Regions from separate parts of the Mus musculus genome. Here region 1 is linked to region 2. A link is a contact called in public promoter capture Hi-C data. All regions are on one chromosome and are shown on one strand. Each heading gives the region's core, a stretch centred on a gene start, on an enhancer-like site or on the middle of the called end of the contact. The rest is flanking DNA. Distances are from core to core; before and after follow the strand shown. Region 1 has its middle 72 kb from the start of 4922502N22Rik. Region 2 holds the start of Dera (deoxyribose-phosphate aldolase (putative)).

What was found. Promoter capture Hi-C pulls out the DNA fragments that hold promoters and counts their contacts.
Region 1: a promoter capture Hi-C map of hippocampal neurons shows a contact between it and region 2, with 8 times the contacts expected there. The contact joins the enhancer-like site here to the promoter of Dera in region 2. A contact is called at or near these places in 3 of 39 promoter capture datasets (3T3-L1-derived adipocytes, hippocampal neurons and liver), 2 of 484 Hi-C or Micro-C datasets (the HL-1 cell line and cortical neurons) and 1 of 115 datasets of contacts at active chromatin or transcription factors (astrocytes).

The regions. Positions count from the first base shown.
Region 1 is chr6:139,247,702-139,252,604 of GRCm38.p6, forward strand. No RefSeq gene overlaps it. Among named protein-coding and RNA genes, the nearest start is that of 4922502N22Rik, 72 kb to the right of the region's middle. Within about 2 kb of position 1,355, at least 4 of the 459 cell types and tissues checked have an H3K27ac peak or open chromatin away from gene starts, as enhancers often do. A contact at or near this core is called in hippocampal neurons, where this site is marked.
Region 2 is chr6:137,752,208-137,757,187 of GRCm38.p6, forward strand. It overlaps Dera (deoxyribose-phosphate aldolase (putative)), which reads left to right and starts at 2,370. Exons shown (of 9, transcript NM_172733.1): 1 at 2,370-2,431. The coding sequence starts at 2,401.

The DNA of each region.
Region 1 (4,903 bases), core at 105-2,604, 1.5 Mb after region 2:
GCTTGGATACCAAGGAACACTTCACTGACCCCGGTCTCACTGACCCCGGGGTTTTCTTGTGTGTGTGTGTGTGTGTGTTTGTTTGTTTGTTAATCACAATCTCTGTTGTGCTGAAATATATTCTAAAAAATTCAGTGAGAATCAACTAATCCATTCATCAAACCCTACACATGATATAACACAGCTTCTGCCAGAATATTCACAGGTCACATGCTCAGGGTGCTCTCCACACACATTGCCACACAGATGCTCAGGAGTTTAGCTCTCTTGACGCTACCCAAGTAGGACGGGTTTGTGCCAACCGCCAATTTATACAGGAGTTCGGGAAATGAATTTCAACCATTTACAAAATGTGCTGATTTGCAAAAATAAAACAAAATATTTATTTCATGAAATGAGCTCTGCAGCCCATCCCATTGTTACTCATGAATTTTGTACTTAAAATAAAGAGAAAAAAGGAAGTCCACAGGTGTTTACAACAGTGTTTAGGATAACAACACCAACTTCCACAAATTTTACTTTGTAATGTTTTATGACATGTATTTTATAAATTACTTGAAATGTGTATATGTTAGCGTAATAAAAAGCAGCTATCATTTATTTGTCTTTTCAAATTCACTGACATCTATTTTTTAAGAACTTCATTATATAAAAATAAATTGAAAATAAATACAAACACCCCAAACCAAAATTAACAAGATCCAAAGTCTATACAACTTCATGAACTTACATACAATCAAGATAACTAACATTAAACTTTATTTTCAGTATCTAATTTGTGACATATAGAAATGGAATCCTACTGATATTTTGACATACATCCTATTACACTGAAATAAGCAATTCCTGTTTTGTGTGCCATATAACTTTTCAGTAGTTCTTGACTTTATTTTACTTCCCTGGAGTACTGCTAAAGCCATTGGCATCCATAAAATTGTTCTAGCAACTATCTGTCAAAACAAGTGGTCTTGGCTTGACACTATCATCAAGTCATGAGTATCAGAAAGCCAAGTCCTGAGCTACTGTTGGTTGATAAGGAGTAGTGTTTGTTTTCAGTGTGTGATTTCTTGTTTCTCCTCTGTCTGGAAGTCTGAGGTCTCATCAGAATCCCCAAAGCTGTGTGACCACCCGTGTGTCCTGCTTCACAGAAGAACGCATTCAGGTAACAGTTATTTTAATTGTTCCTTTTCAGAAGGCATTCATTTAAAAACATCTTTTTTTTTTTTTTTTAGTTAGTTTCTCTCCAAAGGCAAGGGCACAAATTGAAATGACAGAACATTCAAGGCTCAACCTCACACAGCCACTTCTGCAACTTTCCAACTTTGGTGCTTTTTACATTGCTGCTGCCACCTAGTGGCGACTCGAAGGCATTCTCTCCTCTTCTTCCAGCGCACTAAACTCGGAGGGGCTTAGCAGGCAGCCTGCAGTCAAACCGGTCCTCTAGGCGCTTTAGCTGTGTTTGAGCCAGAAACACCATGTAACAAGAGAAAGAAAAATAGCTGCTACAGAAATCAATGCTAAGTCCTTCCTCAAAGAGGAGGAGAGAGTCTGATAAACTCTCTTCGAGGGGTGTTTAAGAAAAGTGAAACTCAGCAGCTGTCTTGGCCTTAAAACATGATGAGAGAGCAGGGGCTGCCGGGGTCCCATTGCTGCCTTTCTCAGACTTCTAATCACATTCCACAGTGAGCAGAGAGCATTATGCACCAATGGTACTTACTAGCTAACTGAGCCAACATTGTTGGAAATGGTTAGACAAAACCGAGCAAAATTCTGAAAATTTTTAAGGATAGAATTTCGATTCATTAAATTTCTGAATGAGTACATAGCCATCGCCATGAAGGAAGTGTTAGAAAATGTAGGTCAGAATGAATGCAAGGTCAAAAACCGGACACATTTTAGATGCCACAGAGAGCAGACGGAATATTCTCAGAATTTGATTGTCCCCCACCTTTTTGGTGTGTTTTCGATTGATTGATGGTTGTTACTGTTGTTGGTTGGTTGGTGCTGAAAGATGCTAAAATATCTTTGTTCGCGTTTGTTCAAAGGCTGTCGTCCTCAAAGGAACTGGACGAATGCTTGACTTGTGGAAATAATAAGGTCGACACTTTGTTTCTTTTATTTAATTTCAATTACTTGATTACGACATACCCATGGGTCTGGTGTTTTGTCACAAGACACCTTGGACAAAACTGCAACTGCACTGGAAACATTTTAAAATTTCTGACATCTTGTAGCACATTGGAGGAAAAGCCAAGATGCTCATAAAGCAAAGAATCTCCCAAAATTGTAATCGGGAACAATGTGAGCACCAGGAAGTAGAAGTGTCTTCCAGTTTCAACTCATTACTAATTGACAGCCTGTGGCCAGAATCTACTCTACTAATTGAACAGATTATTTCAAAAGAATGCCTGATGGGCTGCGATGTATGTAGCCAGTCTAATCTGCTGAAGAGAGGGATGATGGCCACAAGTAAGGGGCACTGTAGCTGCTATTATATTTGTAAAATAGAAAAATAAAATTTTCTTTCCTATATCAAGTTATTGTTAGATCTGCTAATTGTTCTATGGATGGGAACTTCTGCTTAAAGAGTCAGAATTGCTCTCCATAGAAATATTTAGAACCTCAGAACCAAAACACAGAGCTGGTTAGAAGAGGAGAGAGAAAGCAATCAGGCGGCTCTCTTATGCTCATAAGGACGTGTGAAGTGTCCAGGGAACATGACTCGGCTCGACATCTTTTTGTGAATGGTGATACGTTATGTGTGGGGTCAGAGGTGTGCTATGGCAGGTAGGGATTGAGGGATGCTGGGAGAATCTGGAAGCTAATTCTGCTTTGGTTGTAGAATATGCACCTCAGTCCCTTGTCCTATGCTCTGAAACCAAACACGCACCAGTGTGGGAGAAAAGGGACCTTGGAGGGGATGTTGTAAGGTCTCCATGGGTTAACGCATTCAGGCTCGCCTGAAGCCAGTCAGAGAAACACAGCCTACCCTGTGTTCTCCAAACAGATGACTATGCGCAAGAGGAAGATATGGGGGTTGCAGGAAGAGAGGGGAAGTCATGGAAGAAGATGAGATAAGAAGCAGAGGAGAGAGAACAGGAAGGGAGGAACAGGAGGACAAGAAAGGGAGATAGGAAAGGGCAGAGGAGAAGAAAGAGGAAGGCAGGGTAAGAAGGGGGTTTGCTCCCTTGGCTTTCTTTGTGATTAAGATGTAATTACCCAGGCTCCAGATTCTGCGGCCAGACCACACATTTTTGGCCTTTTGAAGTTCATTCCTCTAGAACAAAAGCCAAAGTAAACAACCTCTTCTACAAGTTGCCTTTGGTCATGATATTTCGCCAGAGCCACTGAAAAGTCATAAATACAGAAAGCAATGACTCTCAAAGGTCAATGGTGAATTTAAATGATACAGTGATGCTCTGCTGGAAGACAGAGACCGTGATCATCCTGGTATGTATTTGGCAATGTGAGTAGAGAGACTAGTCCATACTCAGTACAATAGCCGCGGGTGTGTTACAGCTACTAAGTACACAGTACAATTGAATCGAATGTGTCAGTTATCAATTCCAACTTTCTTCACTCAAGAACTTAAACTCCTCCTTCCACATGATACAAAATGAGGACACAGCAGTACAGAAAACAGAGAGAGTCTTGTGAGCTCGCTCTCTCGCTCTCTCTCTCTCTCTCTCTCTCTCTCTCTCTCTCTCTCTTGTTTTGGTTTTTGGTTTTTTGGTTTTTCAAGACAGGGTTTCTCAGTATAGCCCTGGCTGTCCTGGAACTCACTTTGTAGACCAGGCAGGCCTCTCTGATCCCTCTCAGATCACCACCTAGGAAGATTGCTAATGATGACCTAGGTGTAGTGTGTAGCACAAATGTCTCCAAGGTTCTGTCTCACAGTGAGAAAATGTAGAGTAACTGTCTGGATGTGTACGGGTCTCAGTAGGACAGAGGGTGGACTGCTTGCTTGGAACATAGGGAGTTACTGAGAAGCGGTGATTCTTATGGAATTAATCCATCACCAAGCAAATACAGCCTTGCTCCTAAGCAGATCAAACTGAGCTGGTGCAGAGTGGAAAAGCCTCAGATATGCTCATGGGCTCTGCGTACCTGTGGTCCATTGCGGAGCACACCTATTGTAGCTATTCAATGATAATTGGCAGGGGGTCTTGTGATGGGAAACTGATTTATCCTATGAACGACAGATGTCTGAATATCCTGCTTACTTTGCTTTGGGTTGTTTTTTTGCTACAAGAATTTGATCCAGTGGGGGGTGGGGGTGTGGAGGTTGCAGGGGGTGGGGGTGGAGAAGGGAACTGAGGCTCTGGCTTTAGGTCAGACAGCGAAGGTTAGAAATTAACACTCGCTCCCTGTTACAGAACAATTGCAAGGGGTGTGGGGCCATGTTGCTTTCTGCAGATTTTGACATTGTTTAAGCAAGTAGATTTTGACATGTTTAAGCAAGCATTAAAATACTCTTGAGTACAAGTTAGGAAAAAAAAAAATCAACACGCATGTACAGTGTTACTAAGTAATGAAACAGCAGAGCTCCAAAGCTGTTGTTATTCAAATGTGTGTCTGAAGACACAAGCAAGGTACAGAGCCTGTCAGTCAGATGTGTGATCACACTTCCCATGCAGCTAAGCGCTGTGAATAGATAACTGATTTTGTTGTGTGTGGGGTTTTTTTTTTCCACAAGTCATATAGTAAATAGATAGAACTAAAAAAGTCAAATATTAATAACCAAGAAGTACAGATCCTTAAATCCCCCTCTCCCCAACCAGCAAAACCCACAGAAATTTACACTGACCAAAGTAAATAGAAAATAAAAGTCAAGCCACTTAAGCAGTTGACATTTAGGGATAAAGCCAAGCACTTATTTTTCCTGTCTTCAAATCACCAGTAT
Region 2 (4,980 bases), core at 1,120-3,619:
CAGGTGCTCACATGAAAAGGCATGGATGACCCCACGTGTGTGTTTGATTCCTACACGTGGCTGTGTGCTTTTCCTGGAAGCTCCCTTCTGTTAATCCTTCCTTGTGCTGCCCATGGTTCTTGGATGTTGCTGTCTCCCACCTCCCGCCTTTGCCTGGTTCTCAGCCTTGCAATCTACACTGTAGGAAAGGCTTTAGAATATGAACCAGGAGGTTGGGACACTTGTGGGTGCTGGTAGATAATTCTTTGACAGTGTGCCAATTTTCTCATAGCCTGCTGAAACTTTCAGTGGGGCTGAAACTTCCAAGTAAAGTGGGGACTGGCGAGTCAGCCTAGTCAGTGAAGGGTGTGCTGTGCATGTTCCAGCATCCGAGTTTGCTTTCCCAGCAGCCACGTGTAAAGTCAGACATGGTAGTGCATATGTGTGCACTTAATGAACATGGCCAGGCCACACGAGATAGCTACATATTAGGTAGGATTGCTTGGTCATTGTGACTAGGTTAATTCTATAGGTTTCTCCATTGAGACATGAATATTTTGGCTATGCGTGATGTTGGCGTTCTTGGTGATCTAGATGGTTTCAGATAAGCTCCAGGTTTTTAGTGCTTGCTCCAAGTTTTGCAAGGTTAAGTGAAAATAACAGTGGCATTATGAATATGGCCTAGACATACATCCAAAATATTTAGAAGTAGCTGTGTGTGGACCAGACTAGATGGCAGCTCAGTAGGGAAATAAGCAGGTTTCTATCTAGCAGAGTAATTGTGTATCTGACACCACATTAATAACTTACATTTATCATGGCCTCAGGTATTTACAAACTACAACTTTGCATACAAACCTATTTTGATCACCCAGTTTTGCAGTAAGTAGACTTATGTCCTAGAACCTTCTAGTCACTAAGAATTGAATTACAAATAGTTTGAGCTCATTAGAGACCTGTTTACCAGATTGCTGCTTAATTCTCAAAATTTGAGTCTCTGGGTATATGTACATCTCTGGCAGGACTTTCCTGAGATGAAAGAACTAGAGCAATTGATTCACTAGAGAAACTTGTAGTTCAGACAAACTTGTAGCTCAGCAGAGATGGTCCATGTGAGTACAGATACAGTGGCTCACCCCCTAGACTGTGAACCTGGAGTAATTCAGAGAAACCAGGCTGAGAAAAATCATCACTGAATCTCAACTTTAGAAAGCAAAGAAATTGTCGCGATCCTTTCTTACAGATAAGGAAAATGAAGTTCACAAAGGCCAGTAGTGTGTCCTAGGTTACATGCTCAATTATTCACAGAACTAAGGCCAGTAGTGTGTCCTAGGTTACATACTCAATTATTCACAGAACTAAGTTAAAAAAATTCTTTTCAGGCCTGAAGAGGGAACTGAGCAGTTGAGAGTGCTTGCGCTTCTTAACACTTAAGTATGGTTCCCAGCTCCTGACTAACTCTTGGTCCAGAGTGGCCTGGCCTGGCCTTTGCACATACCTGAACACATGTGCTATGCACACATATGTGTGTAGACACAAAAATGAAAATACTATATTTTCTAAATGAAAGAAGCTGGACCTTTTATTGAATGTAGCATCTGCCTGTAATCCCAGCAATGGGGATCTGGGGTCTGGGGCAGGAGATTCAACACAGCAACCTCTTGTCCAACCGTGATTACAAAGCAAACTGTCTTAAAAACAAAACGAAAGGGCTGGAGAGATGCTCAGCGGTAAGAGCACTGACTGCTCTTCCAGAAATCCTACGTTCAATTCTCAGCAACCACATGGTGGCTCACAACCATCTGTAATGGCGATCTAATGCCCTCTTTTGGTGTGTCTGAAGACAGCTACAGTGTACTCATATACATAAAATAAATCTTAAAAAAAAAAAAAACAAAAATAAGAAACCGAGTCTTCCTAAGCTTATGTCCTAGCTGCTCTTTCACTGAGTCCAGACTAGAAATTACAGCGCGTTCTAGCTCCTAGACTACCTTGGCTGTCCCCTGAGGGCTCTGGAACACTACCCACAATTCGGGTCCAAGACTACATTGCTCCGCTCATGCAAGAAAGAATCCAGTCCTGCCACTCACATGATCCTACAGCTAAAGTTCCTAAGTCTGATTCTGTCTAGTTCAATTGGCCATGTAAGCATTTAAAAATGGTCTGGGAGACTTCTGGAGCTGGGGAATGCTCAAGTCACAGGCCTGACCTGGAAAGACAGGGAACAGGTAGGGTGATGACCTGGCTGGGCTCCAAGCCCAGGAGCTGGAGAAAAGTTTAAGTGGTACAGGACCGAAGAGGCGTGGCTTTGGTAGGGCGTTGCAAAAGGGGCGTGGCTCTGGGCGGGGACTTGACAGGAAGGAGGAAGGCCAGGCCCGTGTGGCGACCTGGAGCAAGGGTTGGCTTTCAGCGGTGGCCACAATGGCTGCTCACTGCCGGGGCACAGAGCTCGGTAAGGGCCAGCGGGTTGCGCTCCCCTTCGCCAGGTTGGGGGTGGGGGTGCCCAGGGCGATCCCCGGAGGGCGGAGACCTGAACTGAGGCAGAACTCGGGGACAGCCCTGTCGCCAGGCTCTATGCAGTCTTAACCCTTTAAGCGGAAGCAAGGAAGGGTTAATTAGATCTTTGCACTATGTAGCTCTGTGGTCGCAGTAAACCAACCCGAGTGAAAAGCCTGCCGGGTACTTGTGTGCCATTCATTTACTGCCGGACTCACGTAGCCATTCCCAAAGTTGGCTGTGCTGGTGGTCATCGCCGTCTGCTAAAAATGATTTTAAATGCTTAGACAAAATGTTCTTTTTAAAACTATTTTTCACCTTATTGATACTAGTTCAGATATTTCTGGGAAAAAAAATTAAAAGTCTGTAATTCAAACGTAGCAAAAACGTGACTGAGCCAAATGTCAATGACTTAACTTTGCATAATAGATTGTTTGCTTTGTATCCTGGACCCTCTTAGGTGTGTGATTTTGGGTAAATTACTCACTCTGTGCTTATATACCGGCATCTGTAAAGTAGTTATTTATTAGGAAGCTACTTCTGTCTGAAGGTGGTTTGGATAGTGTGAGGAGGGGATACTTGGAGCCGCTGGTATATTTCTCTGCACTTAGTGTTGAATAAGCAACGATAATGAGCGCACTAAGTTCTTTTCATAGGGACTGATTTTGAGTGGCTGTGAGTGATACACAGGGTTACTCTTTTCAGAAGGGACTTGCCAGTCTAGACTTTAGAAGTGTTTAGAATTGCATGCTTGACAGGTAGTCTCTGTACCAGGTTAATGGCACTTTAGTCCCTCTCTCCAACAGAGCCTTACACTTTATCCCTGCAGTGTAAACTTTAGCAGTGACCCTGGAAGATGGACTAAGGGCTGAAGATGAAGCTAGTCTGCATCTTTGTACAAGGTCGAGGATGTAACATAATTCCCCCCCCCCCCCAACAGCTCTTTTAAAGTTTCAAATTTTCCTTTCAGGAGATGCAATTAAGCCAATTTTACTCCCCCCCCCCCCCCCCGCCCCCAGCCCCTAGGTTTCTCTGTGTAGCTCTACACTGTCCTGGAACTCACTCTATAGACCAGGCTGGCCTGGAACTCAGAAATCCACCTGCCTCTGCCTCCCAAGTGCTGGGATTAAAGGCGTACGCCACCACTGTCCGGCCATTTTTACTTTCTTAAAGTGTAAGTCCTGGGCTGGGTGCTATTGCACACACCTGTAACCCCAGCATCAGTTGTGTGTCAGGTTAGCCTGGACTATATAGAAAGAGCTTTCTTAAAAAGCCATCAAAACACTACCTTTCCCGTGTTGCAAAGTAACAGTGTAGACATTAACAGCTGCTATTTAGAGTAATAGTTAATGTGCACTCACACCTCCATGTATAGATTATATTTTCCTTACTGTTCTTGTTATAATCACATAGATTGCAAGAGTTTTTGTGTGCTGTGGTATTAATCCTTAGGCGTGACACAGCTGTAATCTAATCTGCTAAAGTAAATCACGTGAATTATATATGTACTATGAAAAAAATTGTTCTGTATTAATTTCAACATTGCTTTAATTGATGAGTTTTGTGGTTTTTTGCTGATTAAAGACATCTTAATGTTTTTAATGAGTACTACTTTTTAAAAAGAAATTAGCGTTATTTAAACACATTTGTATTAAAAAATTTTTAGGAAAATGCAGTTATCACCAGGGAGATTGTAGAATTCATTAGTCATTGTTATTTACAATTTTTTTCATTTTATTTTTATTTTATGTGTGAGATTTTGCCTGTACACGGTCTGTTTACCATTACACGTGCAATGCCTGTTGAGGCCAGAAGAGGGCATCCAATCCCCTGGGATTGGATTTCAGATGGTCTATGGCTGCCATGTGGGAGTTGAACTCAGGGCCTCTGGAAGAGCTCTTGACTGCTGAGACATCTATCTCATCAGCCTTTAAGACAGCTTTTAAAAATCAAATGTATTTGTCTACTTTGTGTGTGTGTGTGTGTTAGTGCTGGGGGTGGGAATACGCGCATGCACACCTCTGGAGATCAGAGGGCAGCTTTCACAGTTATCTCACCTTCTACCTTTTGACAGCCAAGATTCAAATTCAGGATGTCTAAGTGTGGCAGTAATTGTCTTTGCCCACTGAGCCATCTGGCTGGCCCTGAACTTGATTTTTAGGATGAGAACTCTGCAAGGAAAGTTTCTCCCAGCAGGGGATGTGTAAAAGAGGCTTTCCAGACAGGGATGCTCTGATTGTAATAGCAGAACGTGGATGTCCAACCGTCTGGGTCTGGGTGGTTCTGGAGCACACTCAGGAAACCACCATGCTGGTTGTTTGTTAATCCCTCCAGGGTCTGTCAACCAACATGTTCTAGACCTTTCCTTAAAATGTCCATAAACATGTTTTTTTTTCTTCAGTTCCCCAAGTAACCTAGGCCCTTACATGTGGACCAGTGGAATACATCTTTACTTACTGTTTGGCGAATCTGTCCATGCAGCTGTGTGTAGACAGGAGCCATGAG